Regions from separate parts of the Gossypium hirsutum genome. Here region 2 is linked to region 1. The links are chromatin contacts, called in public Hi-C maps. All regions are on one chromosome and are shown on one strand. Each heading gives the region's core, a stretch centred on a gene start, on an enhancer-like site or on the middle of the called end of the contact. The rest is flanking DNA. Distances are from core to core; before and after follow the strand shown.

What was found. A called contact is a pair of places that touch in the nucleus more often than the background predicts.
Region 2: a contact with region 1 is called in a Hi-C map of leaf, with 2.1 times the contacts expected there. The contact joins the promoter of LOC107942723 here to the promoter of LOC107886666 in region 1. A contact is called at or near these places in 4 of 34 Hi-C or Micro-C datasets (leaf and seedling).

What each region holds. Positions count from the first base shown.
Region 1 is chrA03:99,414,772-99,422,490 of Gossypium_hirsutum_v2.1, reverse strand. LOC107886666 (U-box domain-containing protein 19) reads left to right here and starts at 2,792. Exons shown (of 1, transcript XM_016810712.2): 1 at 2,792-5,431. The coding sequence starts at 3,044. The coding sequence ends at 5,104. LOC107886667 (probable serine/threonine-protein kinase PBL22) reads right to left here. Exons shown (of 10, transcript XM_016810713.2): 3 at 7,456-7,719; 4 at 7,296-7,337; 5 at 7,097-7,198; 6 at 6,906-7,013; 7 at 6,343-6,561; 8 at 6,158-6,273; 9 at 5,801-6,061; 10 at 5,315-5,716. The coding sequence ends at 5,489.
Region 2 is chrA03:99,746,408-99,754,126 of Gossypium_hirsutum_v2.1, reverse strand. LOC107942723 (AP-1 complex subunit gamma-2) reads right to left here and starts at 4,679. Exons shown (of 18, transcript XM_041099890.1): 1 at 4,355-4,679; 2 at 3,321-3,623; 3 at 3,008-3,149; 4 at 2,032-2,205; 5 at 1,356-1,535; 6 at 867-1,021; 7 at 679-769; 8 at 1-41. The coding sequence starts at 4,386.

The DNA.
Region 1 (7,719 bases), core at 1,543-4,042:
TTTAATACAATTTTTTCTCCATAAGCGATTTTCTAAGTCAAAAGTATTTTTTTTTAAAGCAATTCTAAACAAATCCTAAATAAATGTGGTGTTGGGATTCAATTTGCAGTCAGATTCCTTTTGTAAGAAGTCAATTCATCAGTCATCCATTTGTTATTGAAATTGAAAAAATATGTGGTACTTGTCAATTACAAGATATAAAATTTAGATTTTATATAAAGAAGTATGAAATTTTTTAACGAGATTTATATAAATTTAGACTCTCTAACCTCAATAACTAATTTTTTAATATAATTATATATAGATTCAGATGAATTGAAACATAGTAATGGAATTTTGAGAAAATTTGAAAATTTTATACAGATCTAGAGATCCAAATCATTGATCTGTAATGGTTCTCTCCATCAATTAGCCATGGAAGAAAAACATGGGGAAACAGGGTAGTGTTGGCGGCCCATTAGAAAAAGTTCCCCACTTTCTCTCCATTACAACTAAAGGTTTGGAGCAAAGAGAGGTGATTAACATTAACAGCACGTTTGGTTGGATGGAATAGCTATTCCATTCCTGCCCAATTCCACGTGCTACAGTATTTTTTTGTTATTACACCGTTTGGTTCAGCGTTTACTTATTCCATAACTTTGCTATTACAGTCATATTCCCTCAAATGCTGTAATAGGTATTCCGGGGTGGGGGCTCTGAATTGCTATTCAACACCACACACGTAAAATTTCTCTCCAAAATAGCCTACTTTTTCTCCCTTGCTCCAGATTTCTTCCAACAGTTTTCCCCAAATCAACAACACATTCGCCCTTCAACTTCATCTCCTGTAAGTTTTCTTTTTTTATTTCATCTCATGTTTTCTATTTCTCCTTCCTCATAATTTCATAATTCTTCTTGTATGAAACTTCATAACTCTTCTCATGGTCATCTTTAATTGTCAAAATTTGTTATGGGTCTCTGATATATTTCTTTGTTTCCTTGGCTTATGAAACTAAAGGCACCTGTTGTTTTTTCTTTTGGTTTGATTCTTGATTGACTAATGTCGCCTGGTAATGAGTATCAAACTTATGAATTTGAGTGAAAACTGTTAATACATACTTCATCCGGCTAAATTATGCATTTGAGTAAAAATTGTATAATTTAGTCGGATGAAGTATGTATTAATAGAAAACTGTATAATTTAGCTGGATAAAGTATGTATTAACAGATATACTTAAAATCTAGTTGGACTGCCACGTAGGATTACCATTAGGGAGATAATAATAACATAAATGTCTAAAACGTAACATTTCAAATATAAGTGACTAAAATGTAACCCGAGGTAAATAAAAGTGACTATTTTTATAGTTTATCCATAAATAAAACATTGCAATATATGTAAAAACAATTTAAAATATAAATTTATATATATATATATATATAATAAACTCAAATAAACAATGAAAATATAATAAATTCTTAAATATATATTTGTTTAATTTAAAACAACTTTTATAAATTATTTTTCAGAAAATATTTTACTGACAAACAAACGGAGTCTAAATATGTATTGCAGTTTAAAAATAATAAAGTAGATTATATATTTTTTTATAGTATTATATATTTTGATTTTTTAATTCATATAATAATAATTAGATAATGAATGTTATTAAATTATATTTTTTTATTAAATTATATTTAATAATAATTATGTTAAAATATGGTTAAACTATTTATTATTTTTATTAAATTATTTTTAATAATAATCTTATTAAAATTTAATAACAATAACAATAATCATCTACATTAACAAAAATTCTGCTAAGGGTATTCTGGTCATTTTAGTTTTTTCCTTATGCTATTACAACATCATTCCATTCAACCAAACACAAAAATACTATTACAGTTCTATTCCATTCCATTCCATTCAACCAAACAGTTGAATTACTTATTACAGCTTTATTCAATTACAACCCTATTCAATTACAGCCCTATTCAATTACAGTGAACCAAACGTACTCTAAGAATTGGATTAAGAGATTCCAAAATTAAGGACAATTTGATAGAATCTGTAACTATTAGTGGATTAATTTAGTTATTGTGTTAATAAAAAAAGTCACATCAGTATTGAACAAAAAATTAATTGACAATAACATTAATGATTAAATTAAATTTTTTTTAAACATAGGTGATCAAAATAGAAACACACTAATAATTAAGTCAAACACATATTTATGATCACCCTCATTATGCAAGTAAGAAATTATTCAACAAATATATTTATAAAAATTGATAATAATAAAAAATTCAAACTTTATTTAAAATGATAAAGTTGATATATTGAAAATTATAATGTCTTAAGTTTAAATTTTATTATTGTGTATTTTTTAAAATTATATATAAAAATATAAAAAGATATAAACATTGTGTATTTTTTTAAAATTATATATAAAAATATAAAAAGATATAAACACCTTTATAATATCATTTTTTATTTTATAAAAAAATTTGATAATTTTACAACTAAATTAGGGTGTGATTGATGAGTGTCATTTGCCACAAACTCAATATTTAATATAAATAATAAAATATTCTAAATACAATAATGTTAATAATGGTGCAATTTTTTAATGATAATAATTGGTGTAATTAGGTTCACAATAATTCATTACCAAGTCCAAATTTTTTTATAAATAATAATAATAATAAAAGGCTAAATGATTTATTTTAGCTTAATTCCACGTTATATGAGCCATCCCATGTCGGCTCCCTCTCATCACGTACCTTCGTACCGTATTTTACGACCACGTGTCACCTCACCATTTGCTTATCCACTGCTCTAAACTATCTACGAAGTAGCCTTTCTCATCTGCACGTGCCATGTACAGCCAAAGTTATTACACGTGTCCAAGCCGACATATCCCAAGTCCCTTTCTCCTTCCTTTTATATATAGTAGACCCCAGAAGCCAAAATCAAAAACTCAAAAATCTAAACGCTAAAGTCAAAATCAAACTTTTTTGTTTTTATCTCCTTTGTTTTTGTTTTTCTTGAAATATCTGGTAAATGATCCAAAAATCGAGTGGGTCGGGTCGCCGGATTCTGACATGCCCGGCAATACATCCTTGCGATTCCATTTCTCCTTCAACTCTTCTAAACTCGCTGATCGATCTTGGTGGAGACATTTGCAGTTACAAATCCAAGGTTTTCTCCGTCAACAAGAGAAATGCGCGGGAAACGTTTCGTCAAATCGCGAACATTCTTCTTTTCCTCCAGGAGATCCGAGATACGACGTCGGATCTACCTCATCCGGTCATCCTCAGCTTGTCCGAGCTCCATCTGACTTTCCAGAAAATTCGATGCCTTCTGGAAGACTGCACCCGCGACGGGACTCGAGCGTGGATGCTAGTGAGTTCGGATTGGGCTGCGAACCAATTCCGGATCGTGATCCGGGGCCTGGCTACGGGTCTGGATGTTTTCCCTCTTTCAACCGTTGACATGTCAAATGAAGCCAAGGATTTGGTTGAGTTAATCATAAGACAAGTTAGGAAAGCTTCATTCGATCCCGACCCGGATGATAAAAAGGCCGTGAAAGATCTCATGCGGATCATGAACCATTTCGAGGAAGGAATCGCACCTGATCCGATTGAGATCAGACGGATCTTGGACCATCTCGGGATTGATAAATGGAGCAGTTGTAACAAGGAAGTGAAATTCTTGGATTCAGAAATCGGAACCGAGTTTTCCAATGAAGAAAACAAAACAAAATTAGAGCTTCTGTGTAGCTTAATGGGATTCATGAGCTATTGCAGATGCGTAATATTTGACACCGTTGACTTCGAAAGTCAGCATCTCAATGGCCAGTGTAGCAACATCAGCAAAGATCTTAAAGGAATCAACGTTGATGATCTCAAGTGTCCGATCTCGTTAGAAATGATGTCGGATCCAGTAACTTTATCATCGGGCCACACCTACGACCGTTGTTCGATTTTAAAATGGTTCAGGTCGGGGAATGCCACTTGTCCCAAGACGGGCGAGAAGCTTACCAGTACGGAATTGGTTCCCAATCTTGTCTTGAAAGGGTTGATCCAACAATATTGTGCTGAAAACGGCATCCCAGTCGTCGTTTCTAGGGGAAAGAATCGTGATATTTCGAGGACAGTAATGGCGGGGAGTTCAGCCGGTGAAGGTGCAATGAAGATGTTGGCTGGTTTTCTCATTAACAAACTTGTTAATGGAAGTGGTGAAGAGATGAACAAGGCGGCATTTGAGATTCGGGTTCTTACTAAAACAAGCATTTTTAACAGGTCTTGTTTGGTTGAATCCGGCACGATCCCACATTTATTGAAGCTGTTGTTATCTGAAGATTCCAACACCCAAGAAAATTCCATTGCTGCTCTCTTGAATCTTTCCAAGCATTCAAAAGGCAAATGTGTTATAGTGGAGAATGAAGGGTTGGATTTGATCGTCCATGTTTTAAGAAAGGGACTTAAAATTGAAGCTCAACAACATGCGGCTGCTACGTTGTATTATCTTGCTTCAGTTGAGGAGAACAGGGTTCTGATCGGTGAAAATCCTGAGGCTATTGCAGGATTAGTAGAGTTGGTTAAGAATGAAAACCATCACTGCAAGAGGAATGCATTGGTTGCTATTTTTGGGCTTCTAGTGCATCCCGAGAACCATTGGAGGCTTCTTGCATCTGGGGTTGTTCCTTTGTTGCTCAATCTTTTGAGAGATTCAGAAAGAGAAGATCTCGTAACTGATTCTCTAGCCATTTTAGCTACTCTAGCAGAGAAAATTGATGGCACAGTCGCAATTTTACGCCGTGGTGCCTTGCAATTGTTAGTAGGGATCTTAGATACCTGCACTTCAAGAACAGGGAAGGAGTACTGCGTTTCCATGCTGTTGGCTCTGTGTGTCAATGGCGGACTAGATGTGGTTGCTCGTTTGGTGAAGATTCCTTCTCTTATGGGATCCTTGTATTCCCAACTTAGTGAAGGTACATCTCGAGCTAGCAAAAAGGCCAGTGCAATCATCAAGATTCTGCACCAGTTTTATGAAAACAACAGCTCCTCAGCTTCAGTGACTCCAGTTCTTCCCCGAGAACAATTCGTTCACGTATGGTAATCCGTAATCCAATTTATTCCTGAAATATTTCCATGTAAATACAGATAAGTGTGTACATCGCTTGTTTCCTTTTATTAGCTCGGTTTTTTGAAGAGCTAATCCACTCAGCTTCTGCCTTTTTTTATGAAGCTGAGTGAAAAACAACAGTAATTTAGCATTTCAATTTTTTTTAGGGTTTGTTCATAATAAGGTCGCAAGACTGTAATACAATGATGTAAAACGCATTCCATTCGTTGTATTGTAGTATCATGTATAAACTTCTTCAACCGTGTTGTACGTGTCCTTTTTCCATGTTAGTAATAAAAGATTATGCTACTACAGTTTATCTAAAACAATCTCTACAAACATGAAGAATTATGTCTCTTGTATCTCCTCTTTAGAGCTTTAGTATATGATTTTTCCACGGGATGCAACTGGCTTTGCTTGTATTGAGATATTAAGTGCTTTTTGTAGTCTTAACACCACCTGCTCCATGGATGGCCTTTCCTGCTTTATCCCTATGCATGACAAAGCTAGCTTGAGCACAAGGTCGAAAGCTTCTAACGAGTATTCCCCGTTAAGTTTCGGGTCTGCAAACTTGGTTGTGTCCCCTTCCCTAGTGAGTACTTTTGCCTGAGAAATAAGAGAAAAATGCATTTGGGATCTTAGTAATAGGAAGGACATCTATTATACAAACTTGATAGAGATTGTTGTTACCATTTTACTTAGAGGCAATGGTCTGTGAAGATTCATATTAAGCACCCTCTGCCCTGACAAAAGTTGAAGAAGTACTATACCAAAACTGTAAACATCCCCAGAGACATTCACACGGTGGTTTCTACGGTACTCGGGATCAACATAACCAAATGTTCCTCTCACTTCTGAGCTCACATGGGATTGGCCTATGTCCATAACTTTAGACAAACCGAAATCTGCTAGTTTTGCTTGAAATTTATCATTGATTAGGATATTTGTTGGCTGACAAAATATGAAAACACCATCATATACCGTGATCAGAGAAGACTAATGACAGAGAGAAAAGGGAATAGCAGAATCCTTTCATCTCGAATGTACCTTGATATCACGATGAACAATGCTGCCTTCTGGGTAAGTGTGGAGAAACCAGAGTCCCCTTGCACTGTCAATTGCAATCTTTAGTCTTTGAATCCATGAAAGACCTTTATCCTTCCCTGTTCAATATCTTTGTGTGAGTGGTTTTCTATGTAACAAAAGCAGTAAATCACATTGATTCCACATACCATATAGCCACTCTGATAGGTTCCCATGATGGCACAGTTCATAGACTAGGAAGCATTCATCTTCATTCTCACAATAGCCAACCAAAGCTACAAGATTCGGATGCTTGATATGTGATAGGCTTCTGACTTCCCTCACGAAGGTTTCTATCTGTCCATCATTGATGATGTGCTTAATCGCAACGTACTGACCATTTGAGAGAAGACCCTTGTATACTTTTCCTGGTCATAACAGAATGAGATCAGGATCCAAGATCGGCATCTGAAGGAACTAAAAGTAAAAGGCTCTTGTGCTTATTTTCTATGTCAAACATTAGGATTCTAAGAATTTTGTCCCAGGACTTGTACGTATCCATAAAGTGGTGTTCTTAGGTGCAATACACAAATACAACAATTGCTTCTCAAGGTTAATCAGCATAAACCCTGTTTTACACTTTTACTTGCAGTGTCAATGCATCTGTGGTTGTTCTTTGAAAACATTGTTTACCGTTCAAAAAACAATCCTTTTTCATGCTTTTCGAACTCGATTTAGATTCCTAAATACTGAATTGTGGTTAGGGTCTAACCAGCTATGCCTTGGCCAATGAAGTTTGATGCATTGAAATAGTTTGTTGCTGAATAAAGTTCTTTGATTGAAATTTTCTGAGAGCCGGAATTCTCGGAGAAATCCGATTCTGTAGAATAAGAAGACAACGATGAGCAATGTCGATTAGTAATCTGTTCTTAGGCAGATTGAATAATTTTGCAGAAAAACTACCTTTTCCCAGGCTTTGTTCTTTCCTTTTTCTGTAGCAGATCCATGTAGCAATGACTACTATTATCAAAGCTCCTACTAATCCACCAATTAAGACCCAAAAACCTATTATGACCAACAAAATTATACACATCCGATTAATAATTATGTTAAAACATCGACACTTGAAACTCAGACTGCTGATGGTTGTTGTTGAGATTACCTCTTTTATGGATATTATCGTTAGCTGTGCCTTCATGTTCATCTGCAAGTCACAAGGAAGAAGGAGATTCATAAAATAATAAGTGAACTGAATCATGAAGTGAGCACATATGCATGGTTATATTGATCTTATTGCAATTTACATTGAAAAATGTTATTACCCAAGGAAAAAGCACTTTCTCTGAGGCATTGAAAGACTGCATAGACCCAGTTCTCATCCTCAACCCTATTGCTTATCATGGATACCAATGCTGCAAATCTACATATATCATCATCATCATCACTAGCAGGATGCTGTTTATAGTCTGATGATCCATTAATCTCTTCCCATCTTCTTAAACATGAATTGCACAAATGTTCCACTCCACGACCGGTGCGTAACACCTTACAATCTTCTTGAAAGTTTTGGAATCTATCTCCTAGCT
Region 2 (7,719 bases), core at 3,430-5,929, 330 kb before region 1:
AAGAGGTCAAGTGCCCTTTTCCGAATTGAAGCATCTGAATCCTGGACAAGGAAATGTCAAATCAAAAACTTTTCAGTTGCACATGAGAAAACTCACTTTTTGACAACGGCACTTCAGAATCAGATCAGATTCCACATCAAAAGCAATGAAAAAAATGCTGGAAACTATTTTTACTGTTCAGAGTACCAAGGGTATCTACCCAGTTCATCATCCAACCTAACCCTGACCCAAGCCCAAGGGATGGTTGTGAGAATTCTTATATCTCCTAAAATAAAAGCACAACGAATCTGTCTAATTATCAAGCAAAAGGCAAGAAGAACAACCAACCACAAAAAATCATAACAGTCACATCACAAGTAAGGCAACCAGAGGGTTCCCTAAATAAAAAATAAGGAGAAGAGAGAGAGACGACAACAGGGCCTTTATCCGTAAGGGAAAAAATAAGAGATCGAGTGATACCAAAAGAGAGAAATTGTTATCGCTGCTTTAGCAAGTGATAAAAGAGTTTTTAATTCCCTCCCGTATGGTGTTAGCCAAGAACAAATAAATGCCAGAACCAGATACTTTGGATAGACAAAAGGAAAGCAAAAGCAAACCCCTTGCGTACTGCTTGAGCAAGAACTTCTATCAGAAGCCAATTGAGAATTATCAGAAACAAATTTAAATATCTTCAGATACCTTTACGCAGTCCAAAATTGTTGCCCTGTGCCTCTGCACTGCTTGAGCACCCAACGTTGTAGCCCTCATAAGCATGTTTAATGCAACATATCTGGAATACAGGCGACGTTCAATTGCACAATATAGTAGACCAAGAAATATGTAGAAAGGGATATGAAAAAATCAAAATAAGATTTCAAAGAAAATACCTGATATTATTGTCACGATTAGACAAGAACTTCCCCAAGATATTTATAGCAAGCACACGTAAGCCACCATCATCTTCAATGCTCATGATGGTTTCAACACATTCATAAAGAATAGCATTTCCTGCATTTTTATTTGACTCGGTTTTTGTTGCCACCTATGGAAAGAAAATACAAGAAAAGTAAAATAAAAGAAATCTTAACCACATTAAGCAATGAAACATTACCGTAAACCATGAAAGGAGTTACCCAAAACTTTTTCAGTTTCTAATTTCACTGGCAGAAATCAGCTTTAGAGGCAATATCCAAAATACCCAATATAGTATACCATTTTGTCAACTAACATACTTCGAATAATTTCATTAAGATTTATTAACGAGCAGAAGCAATAATAGAGTGGAATGTCAGATTTATTTTGCGGAAAACTTTTTTTTTAGGACTTTGGACATATTAAGAAAAATGATAGGTCATGGAAAAAACATCACAACTGACCTGGGCAAGTATGTCAGTCATACGGTCACTGGCATCAGCATCTCCCTGGCCCAATATCCGCAAAAGCTTGAGTAATCTTATATGAAGGTAAGGATCAGTGACGCCAGAAATGTCATACTCAGGTGAATAGGGACTGTTTACTATATCCCTCAGAGTTCTGACCAAACCTTCTGTGCACTTCTGCAATAATTATAAAATAAGCTACCATCAAAATTACAAAACTGACTGCATTATCCATTTTTGAAAAATTTCTTCCCTCAAAAATTAAAAATATGGTTCAACCCAATATTTACATGATAAAGGAGCACCTATTTTTGCTCAACTCCAAAGGTCTAAATAGTTCATAAATCCTATAGAAAACAAACTGCAAAATGAGCCTGAAGATCTTAGTATAAATTGAAGGAAATAATAACCAACTGTTTAGAAAAAAACACCAGTAAGCTTGATCCTTTTTATCATAACTACTCTTCTTCCAGAAACAGAACAAAAGGACTGGTGGTAAAGTAGACAGCTCTGCTCGCATTGGGTGCTCCAAAAAATACCAAAGCAGGTACTAAATATTTACAATTTTATACAGGAGCAGACAAGTAAAGCAAATAATTCATGAACTCCATAGAGTGTCTTTCAAATGCTATAGCTATGAGCTGTTGTGCTCATAAGGTCAAGACCAGTTTACCTTTCTAAAGTATTCAAGGGCTTCTGAACTGACTTTACATAGATCTGCACAAAGTTGAACTCCTGTTATCAGGACCCCATGATGCTTTTCTTTAAGTAGGGAAGCGGCACAATTGATAAAGTTTTCAGCCAAGGCTGGAACTTTCTTTATGATCCGTATGGAGCACAATGCTGCCTACAACAAGAGTAAAGAGCTCTTAAAGATTGCAGGCAGATCACTGAAGAAATTGACATATATATAACCTAAAAATTATCAACAAATACAAATTATGAGAATTCATAACCAAAGCCACTTTGCGCACACGGGCAGAAGGGGAGAGATGTGGAAGTGGGAGGCCTGTTTAATTGAATCAGTCCTCCAATAGAAAAGTGATATTGCAGTTGAACCAATTTAGAACATTGAAAAATGCCATCATAGAATGGTTGGCAATGATCATTAGATGCCTTTCCCTCCCCATCAAACAAGAAAACTTAAGTTGTCTTTCTTGGAGTCACACATTGGACTTAATAGTTTCAATACCTTAGCATTTTTCCCTTGAATGATTGTATGCTGCAAATTCTTCTGGTTAAGAAATATAGGCAGAAAAAAATCCAGATTTGATAAAAGTAGCTGCCATATGAATGGTGCAGAATATCATTGAACGAATATCACACTATACAGATGGCATCTCAGTTATGCAGTATCCAGTACTTAACAATCAGTTTACACTTTTAACCTTTTAATTGACAAAATTACAAACGCATTGTTGCAAAGAAATAAAGGGCACAAACAGAAATATTTGAAGTGCTCAACAGAAAAACCCAAAACTTTCCTACTCCTGCAGAAGAGGACAGAGAAGTTATCATTTAAGAGGGATACTCAGCATTAAGCATAAGAAATTCAAAAAGTCTGGAGTCCAGTGGCCTCCATTTTCCTTCTTTACTTCACATCTATATGTGATGAACATATCTTTGAGTTAAGAATAGGACACACTTACTTTCTTCCTGATATTTGGATCTCGAAACTGCAGCAATCTTTCTACTTCAGGTGCAAGATCACGGGCCATTTCTGCTGAACAAATATTACCCAGTGCACAAAGAGCAAGTCCTACAATGTACTGGTTTGAATGGTTCAGATCTCTGCATATAAATTAAGGTTCCTGCAAGTAAAGCAAATCTCTCCATTTTCTTATTTTTACACTTGTAATACAACCCTATCAGGCACAACAATATTAACCCAGAACAGAACTGATAAAAGGGAAAAGGAAATGGGAACAAAATAAGCTTGAGAAGAATCCACGCAAAAGATACTGCTTTAATGAGTTTGTGACCAACATGAGAACTTCTTCTCTTTCATCAAGAAGCAACATAAGACCAAGATATCCTATCCTCTTCTCTGGAAATCCAGCAGATGCAATCAACTTCAAGCACTCCATTTGGCCAAAATGAGTGGGATATCCAAGCATCTGAATGAACATGAGTTTTGCCAGGTTACGGTGCCTATAATCTTGATCATCTTCATTAATTGAAGCACGAATAGCAGCACACTCTTTCCTTACAACAGCACGTTCTTCTGCTGCAGTTTTGCATGCACGTATAGCCCGTATCATGTCCCTGCATTGGAGAAGTAAGTTTAAACCATTTTCAATTAATATGTATATAAACTACATGTGCATTTTCTATGCCTGCCATTTTACAAAAAGTGTGTCTAGGTGCACCAGGCATGCATCTCACCTAAAAGGGTTCGAGGCACTTTTGTTTGCTATCTAGTGTTAAGGCGCAGGGTGCATGCGCACCCTTGTGGATGCCTTAACGATGCTACATATAATGCAAGACTAGAGACAGTAAGACTTGCGTGACCAAACCAGTCAACGTTTTAGTTGCCATCTATATAATGGTACCTCCTAACAACAATGCTATTTAGTGCATCATTTAATATTATCAACATTTCAAAAAAAGAAGATCAAGCTACTTTCAAACCAATTATTAAATGGGTATGACACATTTCTACAATTTCATTAATAGATGCAAGTTGCAACTAACTCGAGATAATAAAAAGGAAAACAAAAGATAATCAGAAGAACCAAATTATGAAAACCCCAAACAGGCTAACAGATTACACTTAGCTCTAAATACATACCCAATCATCTTTTAAGTTGCACGAACCACAACTGAACTCCCGAAATTCTAATCACGGTATTAAAAAATACAGCTCTTTTAAATTTTAGTCACAACTCCAGTCCACTCAAATAAACAAACTCATGAGTTGTTGATCTGATCTTCCAATTAAAAGGAAAAAGGAGAAGTAAAATAAGAAACGGGTAACAGTAGGAATTGGTGCTCACCTTAGACAAGTACCGGAAGAAAAAGGATTCATGATCGTATTAAGGTAGGAAACTCTAGTAGAGAGGTCGAAACAGATGGAATAGAAACTAAACCAAATGCTGCAATTAAATCGATCACCAAAATAGCACTATTCAGAATTAAACCGTACTGTTTTTCTTTTTTTTCTCTTTTAGCAAGCTTAAAGAATGTGAAAGAGAAGATCCAAATGCTGGAATTCGGAGATCTAAGAAAGAGGAAGAAACGGAGAATTGGATCTGAGAGACCGAGAAAACGGAGTCTCTTTTTCTACTTGATAAAAATGAGAGCAGAGCGGTCAAATTGGCATTTGTAAGTCCAGTCAGTCGTAAATATTGGGTTAAATTTGCAAGGAGGATATTCGGCTTATTTATTGGTTGGACGTGACATGGCAGGATTTCATTGGGCAGTTATAGACATTTGTTTGTAGTAATTAAGTAACGGCTCTGCAGCCAAGTTTAAAGCCCCACCATTACGACTAGGCTTCGCTGTTTAATTTTGTTTAATATAATATTAACTTGAAATATTCTTTTAATTTGGTGTATCAACATCAATTTTTTTCTTAATTTGGTAACTAATTCTCTTTGTTTAATTTAGTTTTTTTTTCTTATTTCATACTTAACTTGTTTTTGTCTAATTTAGTACTTAAACTTGTCAAACAATATATAAAATTACATCAATATATTAACAATATTTTTCTATGAAGTAGCAATGATATTCAAAATGTATGATCGATATGTGATAAATGACAAAAATTTTTATATTTTAAATGTTTAATTACTTTATTTTAAAATTTTACATTTAACCTAATGAATTTCTTTTATTTTATTTTTTAAAACTCTTATTTTCTTCTTCAGTATTAATTTGTGAAGAACAATTCAGAGCACAATTTGTAACATGAATTACCTCTTATAGTGCCGATATTTTTAGGGAATTAAGGACTTTGTAAAGATTAAGACATTCTTTAAGCATGTAATCGATTCTGAATCATTCTTACCAATAACAATCAAAGTAATCTCAACCTCAATAAAAACTAAACTTTGAGCATATTGTTTAATGCAACAGAAGAAACTCCAAATAAATGTAATAACTCTTACCATTAAACTTGTTGTCATCTATCAGATGTCAATCATACATTAGCTATTTTTGTTCCCTCATGAAAAACTAACATTAGGGTAATTTGTATAACATTTTACAAGTTTAGATACCAAATTAGGAAAAGCATTGACGTTCAAGTACTGATTTGGGTCAAAAAAGCTAGGTAACCACTTAAGAAAAAGAGTCACGTTTAATATCAAATTGGGCCAAAAGAACTTAGGTATCAAATTTAAAAAAAAAATGTCAAGTTCATGTATCAAATGTTATATTTTTAAGGGTTTTTTTTCTTCTTGTTGTTGTTCAAACTATGAAAAATCATTGAAAGTAAAGGAATTACAAAAAATAAATAAATTCAGTTGTAATACGAAATACCCAATTTATCCGACAAGAATAAAATATTGTTTCTTAGCAATCCAATCAGCTATTTGATTATTAGGTCAAATCACACGGCTAAAAAGAACATTTGAAACTGAAGAAACCATCAATAGGATATTGGAGATAAATGTTGAAACTTCCAAAGACGTTGAGATCTTTCCATTAAGCATTTTGATTGTATAAAAGCAATTTGATTCAATGATGACATGTTGCCATCCATGTAACACCCTGATACCCAATCCGATCGTTAGGTCCAAGCTACAAGGTGTCACATTCATTGTCGGAGCAACTACGATCAAACTACAGTTGATTTATACCAATAAATGGTTAAATTTCAAACAATACATACATATGATATGATATACATTCGTTTTTGAGTCGTATATGAGCTTATGGAAGCTTTATTTCAAACCCGAGGTAGAATTAAGACCAAATTATAAAAAATTTAAAATATCAGGTTGATGTAGCGGAGTTGAGGGTTCCTTGTCGTGACGCAACATACTGACTTGATCTCATCACAACATTAAAGGACTGATATCACGACATGACCCTTGTTTTACAACAAACTCCAATTTGGTACCTATTTAACTTGTCAATACAATTCAATATGCTCAATACCAATATTCAAAACCATTAATACCATTTCCAACATACATTCTCAACATATCTCATCATATATATATGTATACATTACTTAAACTTATTTGCTAACATAGGCACTTGTGCCATTCAACATTCATTTACACAATTGGCATATGCATTTCCCTTATAAACCATAAGTATGCCAACTTTTCATACAATTCATCAACGTATTATATTCACATATGCAAATAAACTATTTAGCCATTTCTACATTACCATTTTAAGCTTCAAATATAAACATAACTATCTATTATATCAACAATCTGATTTAGCCTAACTGTTTAACAAACAAAAAGACTTTACAAACATTGATGAGTCAAGGACACTTGGCTGGATGCCGGAGTTACTACTTGGGACCTCTAAATGTACCTATACCTACACAGGGGAAAAACAAACCATACGCTAAGCAATAATGGTCTATGGTATTTCCATGATTCAAGTAAATATAACATAGGTTACAATCATATGCATACAATTAATTTGAATTCTAATGTCAACCAATGTATATATACAACTCATGCTAAATCTCATTCAATGTAATAACATATATGTATATAAATAAATATGCTACCAAAGTACCAATGCATCATTTGACCTATCTAAATATAGTTCAATTAACAAAGCTAAATGAACTTATCATACCAGCATATCAATATCATTAAAGCTACAAATCCATTCAATGTTGAACATTTGATCACAACACATTTCATTTTCGAACCGAATTCATTCATTCATCATTTATCTATATTGGCCCTTGACCTACCGCCAAACATAGTGGTAGTTTTAGTACATTTCAGCACTTAAAGAGCTTTATTTATTTTGTAGTTTTATGTTTAATTATAGCATTTTTAGCTTTCGTAGTTTAGACTTAATTATGTGCAAAATAAACATTTTTATGAAAGAATTGATGTTAGTTAACCTATTACGCCAATTCAAGCCTTAGATAGTTTTGTATGTTTAATTGAGTGTGCAGGATGTGTATTTAGCAATCCAACAGCCTTATGGACGACACTCGAGGGTAGCACAAGTTTCTTGAGACGTAACACATGAAACTAAAACTCCAAGTTAAAGATAACGGTGTTGTGTCGCGACACAGGTTTAAACGTGGAAGGCAAGAATCAAAAAGGCTAAAATCGTTCGTGTAATCAATATTTTCCGAGATTATGGCCTGTAATAGACCTAATTAGGGTTAGGCTATTGCTAATATGTAAACAAGCCTTTAGGAGCCGTAGTT